2 separate regions of the Oryctolagus cuniculus genome follow, and region 1 is linked to region 2. Evidence: chromatin contacts called from public Hi-C data. All regions are on one chromosome and are shown on one strand. Each heading gives the region's core, a stretch centred on a gene start, on an enhancer-like site or on the middle of the called end of the contact. The rest is flanking DNA. Distances are from core to core; before and after follow the strand shown.

The links. A called contact is a pair of places that touch in the nucleus more often than the background predicts.
Region 1: a contact with region 2 is called in a Hi-C map of psoas muscle, with 3 times the contacts expected there. The contact joins the enhancer-like site here to the promoter of MDFIC in region 2. A contact is called at or near these places in 2 of 6 Hi-C or Micro-C datasets (psoas muscle and an unstated tissue).

Annotation. Positions count from the first base shown.
Region 1 is chr3:150,389,377-150,395,259 of mOryCun1.1, forward strand. The region is part of intron 3 of MDFIC (MyoD family inhibitor domain containing); the gene reads left to right. Among named protein-coding and RNA genes, the nearest start is that of MDFIC, 90 kb to the left of the region's middle. Within about 2 kb of position 2,320, at least 2 of the 8 cell types and tissues checked have an H3K27ac peak or open chromatin away from gene starts, as enhancers often do.
Region 2 is chr3:150,299,573-150,305,220 of mOryCun1.1, forward strand. MDFIC (MyoD family inhibitor domain containing) reads left to right here and starts at 2,513. Exons shown (of 4, transcript NM_001171407.1): 1 at 2,513-2,606. The coding sequence starts at 2,513.

The sequences.
Region 1 (5,883 bases), core at 1,070-3,569, 90 kb after region 2:
AATATGGAAAAAATAGATTATCATTTTTGAGTCTTCTGCTGTAGCCAAAAATAAGATTACAGATTCTTTCCTGCAGATTTCTGCTCCAGTCTTTATAAAATCTGTTTCTTAGAATTGCCTCCTTGTTTTTTTTTTAATTTGTGTTGAAGTGTTAGAGCCATATGAACAGAGCTTTTCACAAATCTCCCTAGATTAAAAGAGAATGATGCCAAGTCAGTGTCATGATGAGGGTGAATGGAACTTAGTTGGATGTAAAATAAATATTGTGCCACCATCATCATTACTATCACCATAATAATATTAAGTACTTGCATATGAAGTCCTTGATACAACATTAACTCTTTCCATCATCATCATAACTATGAGGGAAGTAATATTATTATAATATTATTATTATTCACAGTATCACATTTGTGATCTCAAAATGTTGTAGAGGGAGTGAGCTTTTTGCCTAGCTATTGAGATGCGCATTAAGACACCTTCATCCCATATCAAAGTTCCTGAGTTCCCTCCCTAGCTCTGGCTTCTGACTCCATCTAACTGCTTATGCTGACCCTGGGAAGTAGCAGTGATGGCGCAAGTAATTGGCTTCCCACCACCCACATAGGAGTCCCAGGTAGAATTCCTGGGCTTCTGACTTTATCCCAGGCTCATCCTCAGCTTCTTTAAACAATTGGTGGGTGAAGCAGGGATGCAATCTCATTCTCTCATTCTTTCTCTCTCTATTTCTCTCTCTGTGTCTGTGTGTCTCCTGTCTCTCTGCCTCACAAATAAATTTTTTAAAAAAATTAGTGTTGTAAAATGAATATAATTTTTTTGTCTTTGGTTCCCTTCTGTCTGCCCAAATACCAATTTTATGTATCAATTTTTATAGTATACCAATTATTTAATTGAGTTCTTGGTAAGAAATTTAGAACACCAATTTGTGAGGCTAAATTCCATTTGTTAGAACAAGAAAGGATTGCAGGTAGAACTGGGGCTGAGGAAAACTTTGATTTTGGGGGAACTTTGCAAGCCCACAGCTCTCCAGTTAATGTTGGGCTCCTACGTAAATGCATACTCCCCTTTCTGTGTTGAAGATCACACCTTCCTGGTATCTGGGCCTCTACAGGTGCTTCTAGGTATAGTGAGCATCAGATGTTCTGGGGTGTTCATGCTATTGATCTCACTTTCTGTGGAGATGATGATGGCACATTCCTGGTGTGTTCTGTGCAGAGAAACTCAACAGAGGGAGGCAAAGAAGTTCAGTCCCAGGCAGGAAGCCACTGCTCATCTGCATCAGGAAAGTCAAGTCCTTCCTCTGTGATACCCACCGGGGATGATGGAAATGCTTTGGAGCTGATGCTGGCCCTCAGTTCCTTATACTCAGGGTTTGGTGTTGTGTCTCATCAGCTTTCAAAGGGCATTTAGTTGGATCATGTCTGGGTATTTCACAAATCCTAGCCACCCAGGTCACAGCATTCTTGTCAACACCAAATGTGACAGTAGCAAGGATATTCTTTGTTTTCTTTTCAGTCTGTATTTAGTGGATAAGGACTTCCTGTTAGTATTTGGCTACTCAGCTTTCGCATCTGCCATCTTTCAAGATGGGGAAAGAGCTACACATACGGTTTAAGAAAACCCCTCAGATAACTACATGATTCCTCAGCTTCAGTTTTCTGGGTTAAGCTTTTGGGAGGCAAAAAGTATTCTGATGCCTGTGCTATCTTCTAGACTTTGTAAAATGCAACTTTTAAAAGAACTATCTACACCACTGCTTCAGTTAAGTCACGACCAATGATTCAGGATCAGTTCTCTTCTGAGAGTTTGGAATATTTAATGGAACAGTCACAGGTCAGGTAAAAGGATAAATGAGTAAGAGAAGCAAAAACTCCATGCCATCCTCTTGATGTAGTTTAAAAATCGAATTTACCACCCATAGGCCAGGGATGGATGGATTCCAGGAGTTTGATGTGTGGTGGGAAGGTCAATGGGAAGTCCCTTCATGGCGAGTGGGACGACAGTGCTGTTTCTTTCAGAGATGGTTTGAGTTCATTGAGAGGATAGATAACAGTAAAGATTATTGTTCACTTTCCCAGAGCGTGGTCTTCTTTGTGCTGCAGTGGAAATGTGGCTCTTCTCCAGCCTTCTTTTCACCTCCTGACCTATCTCACTTTCTTCCCCATTAGGAAAATGTTGACTCTATTCTGGCTAAGACACTTGGCCACTTGGGACAGCCGTCAGCCAGAGGGTTCTGTGTAGGAGGCACACTGCAGGCCAGTTTATTCAGGCAGCAGGTCAGTCTAAGGCTGTCGGCCAGAAACGCTGTGCGTCCTCTGTCTTGGAGGCATGGAGCTACTTGGAGCTGAGCTACCGTGCAGAATGAGTAAATATTTCCCAGCCCCACACACACTTGAGGAGCAGAACTCCCTGGAGAAGACTGTGTCCTGGCCCTCACAGCTGGATTTTCACAGAGGCTGGATACTCAGCCTTCTCGGCTGTGATTCAAGATAACCAAAGCCCACTTCCAGGCTGCTTTTGGACTCTGTATTGAGAAACCACAGTCACAGGAAAGCAGTATCTGGGAAGAGGAATGCCTCCACCCAGCTGGGCCCTGCACAACGGGTATCATCCCACCACTGGGCAGATGTGAATCTTAGCAGCTAAAGGACAGGGAACAACTGTGAGTGCCCTGGAGCTTTGCTGGTGAAGCTACAGAGTCAGGTTTGATCTCAAAGCAGTTTCCTAAATTGCTAATTCCACATAACAGTGATTGCTCATGTTCCAATCTGCAGCTGCTTTTTGGCATATTGTTAGTCTTTCAGATTCTAAAGAACCTTCTTCTCAGAATATAGTTTACATTGACAGGGACCTGATTAAGAAAGTATTTTCAAGCATTTTAAGTCATAGGAAGCTTTATTATAGATTAGTTAAGATAAGATACATACAATCTGTATTCACTCAAAAAAAAAAAAAAAAAAAAGAAAGAAAAAAGCTGATGGTTCTCAGAATTTGCTGGGCCGTGTGCCTGTCTGTGTTCCAGTTCAGCTGCTTGGTATCTTTGTTCCAAGAAATTCAGAGCACCTGTCATACCACATCTTAAAGGGTGGAAACGAAAGAAACATAAAAGAGTTGTTTAGAGCAGAGCTGAGTTTATTGTGCAAATAGTTTCTTGGTGGCTGTTATTCAGGTTTCCCTTTGCTGTCACAAGCTACTCTCCTCCAATTTCCTAGTGATTTTTGCTCACATACTGATTGGGTAAATCAATTTGGGGTAATTTATTATAAACTGACATCTATGGAAACAAAACTTCAGTCTCATTTTAAGCAAAGCAAAGCTCCTTGGATGGGTCACAGACATTTTCGGCCAGTATCTGTGAGACTGCGAGGTCAGTTTCCGTTGTTACCTGAGCTCTCCAGGTGTGCCAGCTGCAGGGACGTCACATGGATAACCTCTCCCAGGACTCAGAGACTGAAGTTGTGTCCACAGTCACTCATGACAGTGTTTTTAGCTGTGGTTTGCTTTTCAGATCCAGTGCTGTGCTAGAAACTTTCTTTCATGCTTTCTTTATAACTACTTGGCTGCCAGGGTGTTTCTTTGTTTTCCTCAATTTACAGTAGCTGTCAGTCTTGTGCTGAGTTCTCCTCTCAGTATTCCGAATTGTGCAATTCTGGCTTGGCCCAGTTTAAGACAGGATAGGCTTCCTTCCTGGAACCCAGTTGGCTTCTCAAAGGTTAAACACTTTTGGCAAAAACTGCAAATAATGACTGAATAAAATCATAAAAACTGAAAACCTCAAGAACAGGAGGAGAAAGAATTATTTCTGACGGTGAACCACATGGATACAGAGAACCTGTCTTTCTGAAAGTTTGTTTCTCTACTACAGTCTTCTTGGATTGGATCACTCTTGCAGTCTCTTTCTGCTTCAGTTTTCCTGTCTTTTGTGACCCTCAGTGCCCCTTGGCAGTGTGGGGCAGGAACCATTGCAATTACTTCATAGTTTATTGTACCCTTTTCATCAGTTGAGCTCCTCTTTAAAGAATACAACTTGAAAAAAGATAAAACATGTGGTAAGAATAGAAACCAGATAATTTCATTGATTTGATGTAACTTAGGGATCCATTTCTTGTTGTTGCCATTTCTAGATCTGTTACTACATATAAATCACATAAAATGGGTGTATTTCTATGGATATACTGTGTTTAATAGCTCTGTCATCTTTAAGATGCATTTTGGTTTGTGGCTTCTTTGGGTGCCTGTTAATAGATTAGGTTTTTCTGAGTATGTGGTTTCCTAGTAAAATATGTAGGGTCTGTGTTTTAAAACAATGATTGTTTTTATAAGTTTTAATATTTACATAGATAGCTTAGCCTTTGGGGTGTCTACCATTAACGTTTCCACTAGTATTCCTATGAATTGTCCACATTGCTTTGGTATATACAACTGTGGCCCTTCATTTTTATGTTTCAGATTTGCTAAGGTACTTCTTTAGGCTGAAACATCATCTGCTTCCAGGTTGCCAACCCTCTGCTGCCTATTTCAGTAATGTGGCCAGTGATTTAATAGTTCTCCAACTCAGTGATGACCCTGTTGTTACTTATTTAGTGTTAGCGTTTACTGTGAACTCTTCATTAAACTCTAAGGTCAGAATAATCCATAGAAAGGAAAATGAACATGAATGAGAACTAAAAACAAGTAGATAATGATGTGCACATTGTGGTGCTATGAGCTCGTTACTGCTTGGGATGCTTGCATCCCATATCAGAGCACCTGGAACTGAGTCCCACTGCTGCTGCTGCTGCTGCTGTTGCTTAATTCTATAGGATACTTTTTTAAAAACTTGGTACAACTTATTTTATTTTTAAATGTTTATTAGTATAAAGATAAAAATTTCATTTATTGCACAGATACAATTTTAAGAAGATAACTGTACTTGCCTCCTTTCCTCCCTTCCTGACTCCTCCTTCCCTTTCTTTTTTCTTTAGTTTTTGCAATAACATGGTTTTTTATTTCATATATACAGTTTTAAGAGCATAATGCTTCCCACCAGATCCCCCCTCCCTCCCTCATTCCCATCCTTCCACCTCCTTTTCTTATTTGCATTTAATTTTTACAATGACATACTTTCAATTTTCATTGTAATCACAAGCTTAACCTTTCACCAAATAAGGAATTCAACAGTATTAAGTAGAAAAACCACTGTTTCTCAAGAATATATACAAGGGCTATCAACAGCAGTCAAATCTCAAAATGTCAATTTCACTCATATACATTAGTTTTTTGTATTCTACATATTAGTTACCACAAATCAGAGAAACACATGATATATAATTTTTGGGGACTGTTAATGGATACCCTAAGAAGCAGCATATGATGCTTCAACTACTTGCATCCCTGCCAACCGTGTGGGAGACTCAGATGAAGTTCATGGCTCCTGGCTTCAGTCTGCCCTAGCTAAGGTGTTATGGGCATTTCAGGAATGAACCAGCTGATGGAAGATTCTCTCTCTTTCTCTCCCCCCACTCCATCTATGTGTGTCTTTCTCTCTCTGCCTTTTAAAAAACAAAATTAAAAATAAATCAGTCTCTGCCTTGGTAAATTGAGGATAAAACCAGTACTCACTACTTCTTAGGAATGTTATTGGAATTAAGTGGATCAATATCTATAGACTTTAAAACAGAATTTAGTGAAAAGTTAGGTTTATAATTGTTATAGAGTCATGAAAACATCTCTTCTCTTAAGTTAACATATTTCTTAATTTTGAAAACATGAAATAAATATGCTTTCTGCATTGATACTAGATGGCCCATTCTATGTAAAGCAACTGTGTTAGTTATAATGATCAGTTTATGTTATAGGAGGTAGATTCAAAAAAAGTGTTAGATTAACTTGGAGCCAACAGCA
Region 2 (5,648 bases), core at 1,263-3,762:
CCATTTCCTATTCTCTTCCAAATTCTATAGGAGAATTACCTTATTTGATTCTCACCAAGAAAATCTGTGAAGATTTTTCTTTTCTGATTTTCACTTGATGAGACAACCTAAACCTCAGAAAGGTTGACTAACTTGCCCTAAGTCACCCAAGAGCAAAGATCTGACCATTTCAGTGATTCTACAACTCAGCCTCTCATTTGTTCCTAACAGTTTTATTTGAATTTTATCTCTTCTCCATTAGATGTTTACATTTAATTAAAGAAATATTTATTGAATTACTCACTATATTTGAAACATTAAGCACTGTGTGAAATTAAATTAACAAATATTTACCACTGACTATGACTTTCTACTAGAGTACTGGAACTTGTTTGCTAATTCTGGATCTTACCATCCTTGCGAGAGAATTAACAAAATGGGACAAGGAAACATAACAACAAGAAAGGACAGACTTTTCCAGATCAGCTGCTTTCTGCTGTAAAACATAGAGAAGCTTCCTAAATGCTTGTTCTCAGAACTGATACTGTCATTCTCAGAACTGATCTGCTCCTGTCAAGCAGATTTCAAATAACTTGGGCCCCTAGACAAGTTTTCAAGAGAGTTACCATGCTTTCATAAGTGCCATTTCTGAAACTGTCAACAAAATAAACACGCATTTGTTTGTTATACATCATTGGACAAAATGTCATTTTTCCTTCAGGGAGTATGAGATGAATCATCATCATCAGACTCTTCCAAGGATGTTTTTTTTTTTTTTCCTGAATAATAAAAATCAAATTTGAGTGCACTGACTCTTAGGAAATGCAAGTTTTCAATCAATTGGATTCGATTCCAATGGGCTTGGTGAAGAAATGAAATTCCGTGGATATTAATGCTGCATCTAGAAAAAGGGTGAATCCAGTATACTTTCGTTCAATGTTAAGAGAATTACTGTGATTCCTCTCTTGTCCTAGAGTGTCCAAAAATGAGTTTGCACTAGCTTTCTGTAAACGAATTCTGCATTTTCTCAGAAGGAAATAAAATGGAGATATCTGAATACCTGACTAAAGTATTCTTTTATCAGCAAATTACTTTACTTTCTGGGCTCTCAGGATTAAGCTGCAATCAGAACGTCTCATTTACACGCTGAGAGTTGATCAGTTTTTCACTTCCAACCACAACTTTATCTCCCCCACAGAGGGCCTTGGTCCAGTGAGGCAGGGAGCCTGTCACACGCCAGACTGGGAGAGGCGCCAGAACCTTCATCCCCAAGGGTGTCAACTCTGCCTGTCTGGATCTCTCCAGCGGATTCTGCAACTGCAACTGGTTTTACCTGATCAGGGACCTACCTGTTGGGCGAAAACAGACCAAGAAGAGAAAAACAGATAAAACGCTCAACCTGCAGCACGTGTGTGTGTGTGTGTGTGTGTGTGTGTGTGTGTCGGGAGTGGCGGGGGGCTGAGGTCAAGGTTTCAAATGCACACTATTCCACCAGGAAAGTTACATGTAGTTTCTTTTCCTTTGTCCTTGTCCATCTGAAAGGTTTCCACTTCCCTTCAGGTGTCTGGGGTCAGGATGAGAATGAGGAGTCGGGAGGCAGTGAGCTTCTGGGCAGGGCTAGGGTTCAGGGTGGTTCGTCTGGGCAGCCTGAGACCAGCCCGGCCCACTCCCTCTGGTTCCAGAGCCCGGGTGGGGAGCCCGCGGGCGAGCGCTGGGTCCGCCTTTGGCCTCCTGACCCAGACAGCGCGGGGCGCGGGCTAGCGCAGCAGCCAGCCTCGTGGCCGCCCGCCAAGGGTTCGAGGCCTCTGCGACCCGGACGCGATGACAAGAAGCCACACAAGAACAAGTGTTTCGGGGCCGCAGACGCGGAGCGGCGGGCACTGAGGCAGAGGAGGAAGAGTCCTCCTCTGAGGGGACCGGTCCGGAGCGAGCTGGCTGGCAAGAAGGGGCGGGGTGCGCGCAGTCGGAGCCGCCGCGGCCGCCGTTGCCGCCACCGCGACGTCTGGGCAGAGCCGCAGCGAGGCGGGGAGGGACGCGCAGGGGCGGCTGCCGCAGCCCTCAGGCCACGGGGCGCGATGCGGCCACGCTAACTTTGCCGGACGGAAGAGGAGGAGGAAGGGGGCTTTGAGCGACCGGGGCGTGGGGGCGGGGGGATGCTGAGGTAGGTGGTGGCCCCGGGCCGGGAGGAGAAGGGGTTCGGGTCCCGTCCCCGTGCTTCCTCGGCCCTGTCCCCCTTCGCTGCCCACTGCGAGCCCCCCGGGAGCGCGCCGCTGTCAACTTGCTCTGTCACAGTTTTCCTCGCCGCTTTCAAATCAAAACTTCCCCGGGGTGGAGTTTGAGGGAGGGCCGCGCAGGGGGAGGGAAGTCCCGCAGGGGTGGCGTGCTCTTCTCTGAAAACAGGGCTTTTTTTTTTTTTCTTTTCCGCCAGAACCAGTCAGGTCCTTGCGCCCGACACGTCCCGAGCCTTCCCCGGTGCGCCCCGCGGGGCGGCGAGCTAGGCGGCGGCGGCGGCGCGGGCTCGGCGCAGCGGCCCATGTCCGGCGCGGGCGAAGCTCTGGCTCCCGGGCCCGCGGGGCCGCAGCGCTCGGCCGAGGCGGGCGGCGGCCGGCAGGGCTCCCCGGCCCACGGTGAGTGAGCGAGCGTGCGCTCGAGAGGGGCAAGCGAGTGTGTCGTGGCTGCGTTCGTAAAGTTTGCTCGCACGGGTACTGTGGGAGGGGGTGGCTCGTGCGGCGCGAGGCCGGGTTCCCACCGTGTGGTTGTGAACTTTTGCACAGTTCGCGTTCCTCCAGCAAGTTCGTCAGGATTCCTGCCCTAGATCAACAACCGGATAGGAGGGCGGATCGGCTGGTCCCTCCACTCCTCTTCCTTTGGTGGCGGAGGGGCAGGGTGACAGGCTTGCTTCTGAGTTAAGCGTATGCATTTCTGGGCCTGTGGCTCAACAGTGTGGGTTCTGAAGCCCTACTACTCCAGGCCTCTCTGGTTCTTGTGTCCTGGAATCCAGGACCCCCCTACTACTCCAGGCCTCTCTGGTTCTTGTGTCCTGGAATCCAGGACCCCCGCTGCTCTCTCAGCAAACATGCGGGCTCCCTCTCAGCTTTTCCTCCCGGGCTGCTCTGCACCCTGGCTGGTGATCTGGAGTTCTGTGACTTGGGAATGGCTCATGCATATGTTTTTAGTAACTGTTTTGTTTTGAAATAAACGTGCTTTAAAAGATGCTTTTCAAGAATGAATTAGCTCCCGTGTGTTTTTACAAAGTGTAAATATGTACAGCCTATAAAAAATGTACTGCTGTTTGTAGGAAACGCATAACAAGTTGATACACAAATCAGACCCGTATCTTCTCTTCTGCTGTAGGTAGTATACTCCAGGGTTTCATTGATGATAGAGAGCAAAGGTCTTAGACTCCTCTCACCTTTTCCTCTAAGGACAATTCTGATTTAAAGTGTTCTGACACTGGAAGGAACTAAGTACTCTATCAGGGATCAAAAACTTCTTGATTTCAACCAAATCTGGAAGCACCCTGCTTCCCCCTCCCTTAGCCCAGGAGAATGATAATGTAATGAGGTTTTTTTTTTTTTTTTTTTTTTTAGCAGCAAAAAGTGGAAAAGAAGATGTTAATGTTCACGCCACACAGTAGGTAAAAGCAGAAACCAGCCATGGTTAAATTAGAATGTTCTGGCATCCGGGGCTGTTAGATTGAATTACATTTATCATTTTGCATGGACAGAGTGACTCATTTTTTCTAAACTGAGAAAATTAAAAACGATGAGCTGCAGAAAAATCAGGGAACTAGGATGATAAACATATGTTTTCCCAGAAGCAGCCTGTGTTCTCCACATTGTATTGTCAACACAATCATTTTCCTGTCATTAGACATGCCCTCAGTAGTCATATCGACTCATTGATGGGCTGTTTATGCTCACATTTGAGCTATTAATCACTACTGTTAAACAAAGCATATGTCAAAAACCAACATCAACCATCCAAGAAAAACAGTTTGACTTGGAAATGGTTAGTACCTACAATATCCAATGTTAGTAGAATGCATTTTTAAAATCAGCTGGAAAAGCCTGCAGTGGTACTTATTGCACCTGTACTATAGGAAAGCTGTGTGATGTCACATGATCTGACTTTATGAGGCAGCTTGCCCAGGATGGCCTAAAGTAGAATGCTTGCTGCATACAGCACATACAGTTTCAGTGTGGGAACACTTGGATTATATTTTACCTAAAATAGCCATCACTTCAATGACATATGTTGCTTTCTTATTAGTTTAACTTTGGCACAAAAAGTTCTTTAAGTAGGGACTCAATTATAAATGTAATATGGAGTTGATTCTTTAAAAAGAAAATTCTCAGTGTCTTGTTAAAAGTATTGTATTTCAGACAGGTAGATTTCATAAGGCATATTAAAGAAAAAAATTTGGAGGGAGTGAATGGCAAACTTTCAAGATTCAGTCTTTAGGTTGGTTTCATTGGTAAAGACATCTGTCAAGAAGGCTTGTCTAAAAGCCACTGTACTCCTAAGCCCTCACTCAAGGTCCTTAACCCACTTCCTTCTGTCCTTGGATTCTTCCTCATTCCTTTCAAATAATAGTTTAGCAGTTCTCTTGTAGGACATGGCTGCTTAGTTAATTGAAACTTAATTTTAAAATTCTGAGTGTTTTGTGAAAGTTAACAGAAAACATGATTTCATGAAAATTGTGTCTTTACTGTAAAGTTATACATTTATGTGCACAATATGTAGGTACAGACATGTATGTGTAACCTGTGGGTAACATTACTATTTGGTAATGAGTTATCCATGCTGTTAACCAAAGGCATGAAACCTTGGAATTGGAAGTACTTTTAGGGATTCTCTAGTCTGAACTTCTCATCAAATAAAGGACTGCAGCCTAGGTTGGTTTAAACCTACACAGTGTCATCCATTACATTCAAATGTATTAAGAGTAAGGAAGGCTTTTCTTGTTGAGAACATAGCTCTGCTTTCTTAAAACTTCTACTTTCTTGTTGTGATTCTGCAAGTTTTACTACTGCTTTGAAGCATTAAACAGCATAAAGAATCTTTTATGTGTATTTTAAAAATTGTTCCAGAGTAGGGACATAAGCTCACATACTCCTAACTGTGAGAGGGAACCAAGATGGGTGTCAGACACTAGGGATTTCAGGAGCCTGAAGAGCACAAGGCCAGGAGGGCAAGGCCCAGTTATAACTAATTGTTGCCATGTGGCTTAATACCTTCCAGTATTTCAACAGATCCTGGAAATCTGGATCTTTGTGTCTTACTTCCCCACTTTTTAAAGTTGGCAGTTAAATACAGTTTCTGCCCAGGCCACACAAAACAACCACACCTGCAGGCTAGATGTAGTCTCTGAGCAGCTGATTTGTGACCTCTGTTATTAAAATAGAAAGTAAACGTGATTTTAAAATTATTTCCCTCTCTGAATGCCTTCTGAAATATTGATTTATGTTCTTATGCACAGTACCTGTATAAAGGTCTTCATAGGTGAAAAATAACTTCTGTCATGCCTATTTTTGTTTTATGACTGAATACTTTTGAGGGCAGGCATTTGACACCGTGATTTCAGATACTGTTTTGGGATACCTGCATCCCATATTGGAGTCCCTGGGTACAAGTCGTGCACCCACACCTGATTCCTGATTCTTGCT